Linked DNA regions of Capsicum annuum: region 1 is linked to region 2. The links are chromatin contacts, called in public Hi-C maps. All regions are on one chromosome and are shown on one strand. The core of a region is the stretch at or near the end of the contact, and the rest is flanking DNA. Distances in the headings are between cores, read along the strand shown.

Region 1 (5,133 bases), core at 56-2,555, 280 kb before region 2:
TCATTTCTTGATTTGCATTATTTAGAAAAAAAAAAAAAAAAAAAAACTAGCACGATCAGATATCTGTTACAGTTATTTTCTATAATAACATTATATAAAGATCTCTATATGTAGCGCGTGATAAAGATTTTAAATAAAAATCAATCGAGACTTTCTCTACAATCTCACGAAGATTTTTATGTACTTGTCTAAAAGTATAAGTGAGATTTTCGATTGTGTATCTAAGAGCAAATCAAAAAAAGAAGAGTTTGGTCCAATATTTTAATTTAAATATGGCTCGATCGTGCGTTGCTAGGTTTGAAAATGACATCGGGCGAGAGCGCTGCTATGTCCTCTAACCTTATTATACAATAAAAAAAAATGAAAAACTCCATTCATCATACTGTAACAATAATTTTTTTGAAATCAGTTTTTATTTGTGATTCTATCTAGGATACTCAAGTATTTTGGAGTCCTTCACATCTTATATATAACATTATTAAAGGGATAGTAAAGATATTATTTAGTCATGAATATATATATATTCTTTAAGTAGTACTAGAAGTTTGGTTCATGAAATTAATTTAAATTGAAATATATGAGTATTTTGTAAACCATATGTTTGGTTTTACTATAGATGGATATATAATATATAGTCCTTTCCTTCTCATTCTCTTTGTCCTTCCTCTTTTATCAATCAAAGAATTACCTTTTTTGTACCCCAAGTATATTGATTGTAATAACAAACAAGTTATAAGCATTCACATGGTAAAGAAAATGGTATCAAATATAACAATATGTACATTCACAGACTACTATAATCAGGCGTTTATATTAAATCAATCAATATAATTTACCATAAGTAAATAACGGAAGACAGAATTAGAGTGTTGGTAACTGATTCGATTGAACCTATTTAAAACTTTATTTATTGATTACGTAGAAAGTACTGATGTTTTACTAAATATATCATACAATAACATATATTATCAATTTATTCATTTGATGTAAATATATTTTAATGAAAGAAAATTTAAATCAATATCATAATTGTAATATACAATCATATGTACATATAAAATACAAAATAATATTTCTTAGTCTTTTTGCTACTTTCCTAAGTTTGACAATGACAACAAATTAACAGGAAAAAGAAGCCACTAGTACCCCAAAAAGTTTCCTATAAAGTTGGTACTAACCAACAAAAATTAAAAGAAGAAAGAAAAATCTTCACGAATAGTCCAGTGATCAATTAAGTAGAAATAAAGCGAGTCAAAAATTATGACGTATCAAGTTTAAAGTATAAATTTCATAGGTGACAAAAACATTGTACAGTAATTATTTTTATATCACTTATTAAAATTAATGGAGCGCATCAAAGCTGATTCTAACATCACCCTTATTAAATAGAAAAATAGAAAATCCCTTCCGTTTCATTGCTTTCACATTAATACAGCTATTGCTCCACTTTTTTCTGGAAAAAAAATAAAATAAAAAAAATCTACGACTCAAAGTTTCCATTGTCTCTCTTCTATATTATGTATGTATATGTATTAGTATTTGCATTACACAGTAATATATAATCTTGATTAATCAATTTGCTGTTCATATTCCAAGAATCTTCACAAAGCTCTCAGCAACTTTTTGTAGTGAAAAAAATATATTCCAATTTGGTTGTAATATATAAGAGAGAAATGTGTGTGCAAGATTCAGAGGAAGTGAGTGAAGATATGGAGAATTTGGAGATTTCCAAGACTGATTGTAGTGAAAAGATTGGATCTTTACAATTAGAAAGTGAATTTCCAAATACCCACAAAGAGAAATTTGAAAAGAATTCATCTTCTAGCTGTGTTGTGATGAGAAATTCATTCCCAGTAAGGATCTTTACCTATAATTATTCATTGCTCAAGTAATTTTTCCATATTTTTAGGTATTGCTAATCCTTTTAGCTCTTTCACTTGTTGGGCAATGTTTTGTTGGCATGCTGTTTACACTACATGTATAAGGTCAAAGTTTTTTGTTTTATGTATGTATGAAATGAGCTTAAATGAATTGTTTGGAATTGGAATATAGTTATTGTTGTTGTTGTTGTTGTTGTATATATATGGTATGTGAATTCCCTTAATCTCTTGGGGTGTTTACTTCTTTATATTTTGAATCCCTTTAGTTTGCAAATGGATGTTGAGAGGTCTTACTTGTTAACAACAATAACAACATACCTGGTATGATCGCACAAGTTGGATCTGGGGAGAGTAGGATGTACGCAGACCTTGCCTCTACCTTTGTGGAGTAGAGAGTTGTTTCCGATAAACCCTCAGATCAAAAGAAAGAGAGAGTTGTTTCTGATAGACCCTCAGATCAAAAGAAAGAGGGAGGTGTTACTTGCTAGTATAATTAAGTTGGGATCTTTTCAATAAGTTTGCAAGACTTAATCTTTTTCTGGTATATATATATACAGGATTCAGATAGTTCACTCCAACTTATTTAGATTGAAGTGTACTTGTTTTTGTAATTATGTTTTAGAGATGTTCTTTGGTTTGAAAATGGATGTAAGGGCTATTAGTTGTTAGTATAATGACATTGGTCAATTTAGCATTGGTCGATTTGGGATTTCATCCTCTAATCTTGCAAGATTTGATTTTTATTCCTTTTAAGGTGTAGTTATAATTGGAGATGTACTTTGAAGGAACAAGAATTGTGCAGTTTTCAATCATAGTTTATTATGATGCTGGCTTGGGGCTTTCATGTTCCTCTACTATTTGCTACTTCAGCATGTCTTTTTCTTTGTTTCTCTTTTTTACCTTTTAGGTTTTGCCACTTTTGTTAGATGGTCTATTTACTAATTATGGGTAATTATCTTTTGTAATTTCCACTTCTTGGGATTCTTTTTTTTCTGGTGAAGTGTGGGACTTGGTAGACCTTTTTATCTGTTCCCACAGTGTTACTGGTCTTTCTGGTAGAGAATTATTCGTACAGGAAATTCTTGATGATAATTAGAGATCTTAGTTGTTTGGAAACTAATTTGAACGATATGGACTCTCCACTGTACACATGTAGAACCTTGGTTTATTTCTATGCCCCTTAGTAAATCATTGAAGTTTTCTTGGATAAGATGGCAAATCATCGAAGTTATTTTATTTACACTTGTCTTGTGTTTCTTTGAATAGACCCTTGTGGTCTGGCCCTTCCCCGGACCTTGTACAGAACGGGAGCTTTAGTGCACCGGGCTTCCCTTTTTCTGTTTTGTGTTTCTTTGAATGTTCCTTCAGCAATAAAGTCATTGAGTAGCTATGTCGTTCTAACTCTTCAAAAATACTGCCGTCAACTGCATGTCGGAATCTTCCAAAAGTAGTGCATTTTTGAATGCTCCGACACAATGCAGCAGCATTTTGGGAAAGTCCGATCTACATAGTTGAGTAGTATCACACCTTCATGTCTCTATGCTCCTTCTGTATCGTTTGCTGAAATAATTCTTTTTAGCTTCGTTTCTAAATATAAAGTTCACTTGAACAGCAGTATAACATCTAAACTTCTTCATTGCCTTACAATTAAGTTCTTTCTTTTGTTCTTCAGATGGAAAGTATATCTGAGGATACGACTATTGCAGACCGTAAGCAGATACCCTTCAATAAATTCCTCCCAACTCTTAGGTCTGGAGAGTGGTCTGATATTGGAGGCCGTCGTGATATGGAAGATACTCACATCTGTATTGCAGACATGGCTAGGAACTTTGGTCATAGTATTCGTGGTGAGGAAGCTATTTCCTTCTATGGAGTAAGTTCTTTAAACTCGTTGAGCATCACAACTATTTATACTTGACTATTTACTCAATATACTAGTATGTGCATTTGTATCTTTCCGCAATATTAGATTTTGTTTGTTGCATTGATAAAAAGAATATGGAGGTAAATGCTATGTAATCGCCAAATCCATGGTAAATTTAAGACTACGAATAGTTTAGGCATGAGATAGTAGGTCTGTAAACCAGAGAATCACAAAAACCATGAGACATTGTAGTTTGTACTTGTCACTAGCGTTTGAAAAATGAAGCTGCTGAGCTCAGTAGGACTTAAGAATCTTCACCTGTGTGGCCGTGTGGCATAGGAGCGCACACTTGAACCTTCAGGTATAAGAAGCTTATCTTATAAGTTCCCAATTTAGGACCAAGCATAATGTCTAATACTTGTTTTTAATTTAGAATCACTCTACGCCTTTATATAGAATAGGATTTCCATCGGAGAGGTGGAAGAGAACTCAAAAGAGATAATAAGCCAAGTTTTCTACAAATTCTTAGCTTATCTAGTATCTGATATTATTCGATCTCTGATGCAAATGGTTTTAGTGACAGGTCTTTGATGGCCATGGTGGGAAGGGAGCAGCACTCTTTGTTCGTGACTGCTTACCAAGAATCATCGTTGCGGATGCAGATTTCCCTTTGAAGCTCGAAAAAGTGGTCACTAAATCGTTTTTGGAGACGGATGCTGCTTTTGCCAAGTCTTGCTCCCTCGATGCTGCCTTATCCTCAGGCACAACTGCTCTCACTGCTATGATATTTGGAAGGTACGCATACCTGTGTATTGATCTCATATTTACTATTTGTTGTTTTCTTCTCACTATTTTCGTTTTATCCTGTTTTCTGATTTGTAGTTCAATCCTATGTTGCCCGAACCCTACAAAAAAGCTGCCGCACCCATGTTGGGTCCTCCAAATATGAATAGTTTTTGGAGGATCCGACACACACCGAACAGTATTTTTTATGAGTCCGAGCAACATAGGTTCAATCAACCGACATGTTGTCTGAGTGTAGTAATACCTATGCATATGATCGTTAGAAATGGGGTGTACCGTATCACATATCTGAGTAAAATACTGAAAACTCCATAGGTTGACATTTTGAGATGTATTGTTCTTCAAGTGGAGAATTTTGCTGGTTTCATTCATTTTTTATCCTTACAAATTTATCTTCACTGAACTACATTGGGAGATTAGCGTCTGATATTAGTTCTTATCTTTATGTTCTATTATCTGATGGGCAGATCATTACTCGTGGCAAATGCTGGGGACTGTCGAGCTGTACTCTCTCGAGGTGGACTGGCTATGGAAATGTCAAAGGATCACAGACCTTGTTGTGTCAATGAAAGAACGCGTGTCGAG
Region 2 (4,833 bases), core at 2,020-4,519:
AAAAATAAGTTTTGGGAAGTCGTTAGGATTTCTTATTTGATATTGAGCACGACGTGTATTAACAATAAGTTATGGTGATCGTTAAAATTTGTGGCTCGACTAATTGTTAGTATCTTTTCGATATGTGTGGTTGAATCCTTGACGATTAGATGACAAAATTCTATCGATTATTATAACTTCAACATGATTTTTTGCTGCAAAGTTGATTCAAATCGATTCTAAATGACTTCAAATTTAATATACATTCTCTTAATAATAGTCCCAATAATCTTTATTGTTTGTCCAAATACTTTTTTGGCCACTGCAACAATAACATACTCAGTGTATTCCCACAAAGTGAAGTCTGGAGAGAGTAAGAGAGTAAAGTGTACGCAATTCATATCACTGCCTTGGATAAAGTAGAGAGACTGTTTCCGATAAACTCCCGACTCATGACAGATTACAGTAAAATGTAATAGAGAATATAATATCTAGAGACTGTTTCCGATAGACTCCCGACTCATGACGGATAACAGTAAAATGTTACAGATAATATAATAACTGACATAACATGCCCAATGTAACTGCTCAGGGTAGAACGTAAGACGTTACCCCTCCTACCTTCTGGGTAGAGAGGTTGTTTCTGACGGACCCTCGTCTCGAAAGAAACAATCAAAGTATGATTATAGGGAGAGAAACGACGTCAAATAGCATGATATATACAAGCAAATGAAGCATCAACAATAATAAGAAATGAAGAATATGATGAAACTTTACTTTAAAAGAATTTAACAAAACTTCAGGAGTTCATTGTTTTCTCTTCCAAATACCCTACAAAATGACATTAAAAGTAAAATAGAATATGCCTTTGACATCTGCCCGCTGCTCTTCGATGGCGCTCTTCAAGACGACGAGACTTCATCAATCCAGCTTCACTGATGAGAACAAATAATGTACAAACCAGAAAGAGGAAAGGAACCCGACGGTGCCTGTTGCAAACATGATAGTCAAGACCATGACGAGGGAGTATCCGAGGTAAAGGGTGGCGGAGACAGGGCCGCTTAAGCTCTTGAGGTCGAAGATTAGGTAGTTGATGGAGTACAGGAAAATGTATATAGCGACTGAGCCGGAAGCAAAGAATGACTTCCACCACCATTTCCAGTCCTCAACACATAGATGCATGTAGGTTAGGACAAGAGACACCTCAGCACAAACGACGACAAGGAGGACCATAACGATGAGGAGGAAGCCGAAGACGTAGTAGACACGACCCATCCAGAGACTGGACATGATGAAGAAGAGCTCGATGAAAAGAGTACCAAAAGGAAGTGTGCCTGCACCGAGAACCAAAAGCCAAGATGGATATTTCTGTGGTGGAATTTCACGTGGAATCTGGTTGGTTCGGACTGGATATTCAATGTGAGGTGCCTTTGCCCCAATGTAGCCACCGATCATTGTTAGGGGGACGGAGATACAGAACCAAAGTAAAATGAGAATGACAAACAACGAAAAGGGAATGGCCCCTGTGCTGTCACTACCCCATAACAAGAAGTTCAATACGGTCAGTATTAGGAAAGCAATTCCAGGGAAGAAACAAGCAGCCTTCCACGCAACAGAAACCCATCCCTTATGATCACCGCAGCAGATTGTCCTCCAAAGACGAACGGAAACATAGCCAGCTGCAACACCAAGAATCATGTAAAAGAATAACATACCTGTAATCAATGTTCCTCGAGATGCTGGGGACATGAATCCGAGGGCAGCAAACATAATAGTCACTACAGCCATCCCCAAGATTTGAACTCCATCCCCAACCATCGCGCAAAGAAGACCGGGATTACTAGGGGCACGGAAAACATCACCAACAACAAGTTTCCACCCAGATAACTCCTCGTTCATCTGTGCCTGAGCTTCTTTGTCCAGTTCATCATACCTCGCAAGATCCCTCCGGATTGTTCTCAAAAAGATCACGAGTACAATACCAGCCAAGAAAGTGATCACCATAAGGGAATTGAGTATCGAGAACCAATGCACCTTTGCACCTTCCATCTTCAAATAAGCATCCCATCTCGATGGCCACTTAACATCACTCTCAACAAAATTCACCTCATAACTAAAACTCACAGGCTCATTTTCTTTAATAGCCATAGACACAGTCGTTGGATCACACTTAATTGGAGATGGAATCTTACCATACATTTTAAGATTCTTCAACGAATCAGGCGTATGCTGAAAACTACAAGGTACAACCTCAAATCCAACAACCATATATCCAGGTGCATCAGACCCTTCATTTCCAACCGTCGATATCACCTCCGATCCATCCCCGGTTCCCATCACACGAGCCACATTCGTCTCCTCAAATTTATGAACAAGAACCGTAAACTTCAAATGATTAAACACATAATAAGCATCCTGAACCTTAATCCCAACCGGATACCCCGTCCAACGCAAGAAGAAATTATCCTTCTTCGTATACCGAATAGCAGGTAAGTTATCAAGAATCAAATTAACCTGATACATCTCATCAATCCTCTCCTTCAAAAGCTTAAACTCATCACTAGACAAAGGTTTAGTTTGACACAAGAAAACCTCAGTCTCATTTGTATACATCTTAAACCTATAAGGAGAATTCTCAATCCTATCACCCATAAGTAACTCACCAAGATTCTCAGCACTATCCTTAACACCCTCCTTAGGCTTACAAAAAGGCAAACTATAATAACTATAAGGCAATTCAGTATCAATAGAAGTCAATGAATTAACCTTAACATTCAAGAAATCACCAACCCCATATTTATGTGGATAACTACCGGGCAAATAAAACCCATAACCCAATTCACAAACCAAACAGATACACAAAACCCAAATCTTGAATTTATCAAAAGACACCATTTTTACACCTTTCTTGATCAGATCTAAATGAATGGCCAAAAGGGGGTTTTCTTAATACAAAGATAAGTACTTTAACAAAAGGGCATTCAATATATTCAATATATATCAAGATCTATGTATAACATGAAAATTAAATCAGATCTGATTAATATTGAAACCAACACAATGATAAAAATTGAATCTTTTTTTTTTTGTTAAAAAATCAAGATCTTGCTCACCTCTTATGGAAGAAAATGTGTAACATTTGAGCTGAGGAAGATTTGAGGAAGGTGGTGGAAATATAAAGACTATATGACTAGGGAATTTATACATACATATTATACATTTGTATTTATTAAATATACATATATATTATATATTTGTATTTGTTACTTTACTTCGTCGGTGGGAGACCTTGGTGTAGCATTTAGGCTATTAATTAAATGACTTATATGTCCTTACCATAGCAACGTGATCGGCGTAATTTCATAAAGTGAAATCTGATTACGTAAATCTACAACATGTCGTTTGAGAAGAATAGAGTGTATATCTAGACGTTTTCTCATTGACTTTAGTGCGCCCTTCTAAGTCGGCGGTCTATCGAAAACAGCTTCTTTACTTTATTTGAGGTAGTGACATGGACTGTGTACACTTTATCCTCCCTAGACGTCATTTTATGAAAGTAAACTGGATATGTTGTTGTCGTTGTAGACTTTAACGCGTCCTATGACTTGTATAAATTTTTATTTTTATTAATTTTGTGCTCTAAAATATGTATTTTTGATTGAAACAGATAGTGTATATACGAGGAATAAATAGTATCTAGCGAATACTAGAAAGTATGACTTACGAATCGTAGTTACTAATGTGACTTGCATATTGTAGTTACTGAATAGATTTATATGTACGTGTTGACACTTACAAATCGCGTATGGAGAATGCAACTTACAAATTGTATATGAGCGATTTTGTAAATGAATGTTACTAAATATATACGTTTTACAAATTACATTTACTGAATATGACTTACATCAAGTATATGCGCACGGTTGGAATGAAACTTACGAATTGTAAGGCTATACGACATGTTTAGCGAATGTGACTTACAAATTGTATTTTGATAAGTCATAGTTGTAAAATATGACCTAGGAATCACAATTACTGAATATCATTTATATGCATATACTGATATTTACAAATCCCGTTTATTAAATATGACTCACATGTACTCTATATGTACGTGTTGACACTTACAAATCGCGCCTGAAGATGCAGCTTACAAATTGTATTAGAGCGATTTTGTAAATGGATGTTACTAAATACGCCTTACAAATGACATTACGACTTACATTGTATGCATACGATTGGAGTGAAACATACAAATTGTAATTCTATACGACACGTTTAGCGAATGTGACTTAGAAATTGCATTTTGATAAATCATAGTTGTAAAATATGGCCTACAAATCACAATTTCTCAATATCATTTATATGCGTTTACTGATATTTACAAATCTCATTTACTAAATGCGACTTACATGTACATGTTGAATATCATTTATATGTATATATATACTAATATTTACAAAATCTCGTATATTAAATGCGACTTATATGTACATGTTGAATATCATTTATATGCATATACTGATATTTATAAATTCCATCTACTAAATGTGACTTCCATGTACATTTTTGCACTTTCAAATTACATCATTACCATGATTATTATCAAGAAAGAGATACATGTACAACAAAAAAAAATGATTAAATGCTACTTATGTGTACACTTTTGACACTTAACAAATTTAAATTATTGCCAACATCTATGTTTTTATATATAGGTAGAGTTGCCTAAAATATTGAAAGTATATTTTACAGCTTGCAAATAATGCCCTTTTGACTACTCAACAATATGTCCTTTGCTTTTTCATGCTTTGTCACGTAAATGGGCAGCAACTAATTAATTAGATATATATA

What was found. Hi-C and Micro-C count contacts between places; a contact is called where the count stands out from the background.
Region 1: a Hi-C map of leaf shows a contact between it and region 2, with 4 times the contacts expected there. The contact joins the promoter of LOC107840858 here to the promoter of LOC107840809 in region 2. A contact is called at or near these places in 4 of 5 Hi-C or Micro-C datasets (bud, leaf and placenta).

Annotation. Positions count from the first base shown.
Region 1 is chr9:218,124,749-218,129,881 of UCD10Xv1.1, reverse strand. LOC107840858 (probable protein phosphatase 2C 27) reads left to right here and starts at 1,305. Exons shown (of 4, transcript XM_016684794.2): 1 at 1,305-1,853; 2 at 3,553-3,753; 3 at 4,328-4,539; 4 at 5,016-5,133. The coding sequence starts at 1,674.
Region 2 is chr9:217,851,788-217,856,620 of UCD10Xv1.1, reverse strand. LOC107840809 (transmembrane 9 superfamily member 11) reads right to left here and starts at 3,269. Exons shown (of 1, transcript XM_016684740.2): 1 at 734-3,269. The coding sequence starts at 2,874. The coding sequence ends at 901.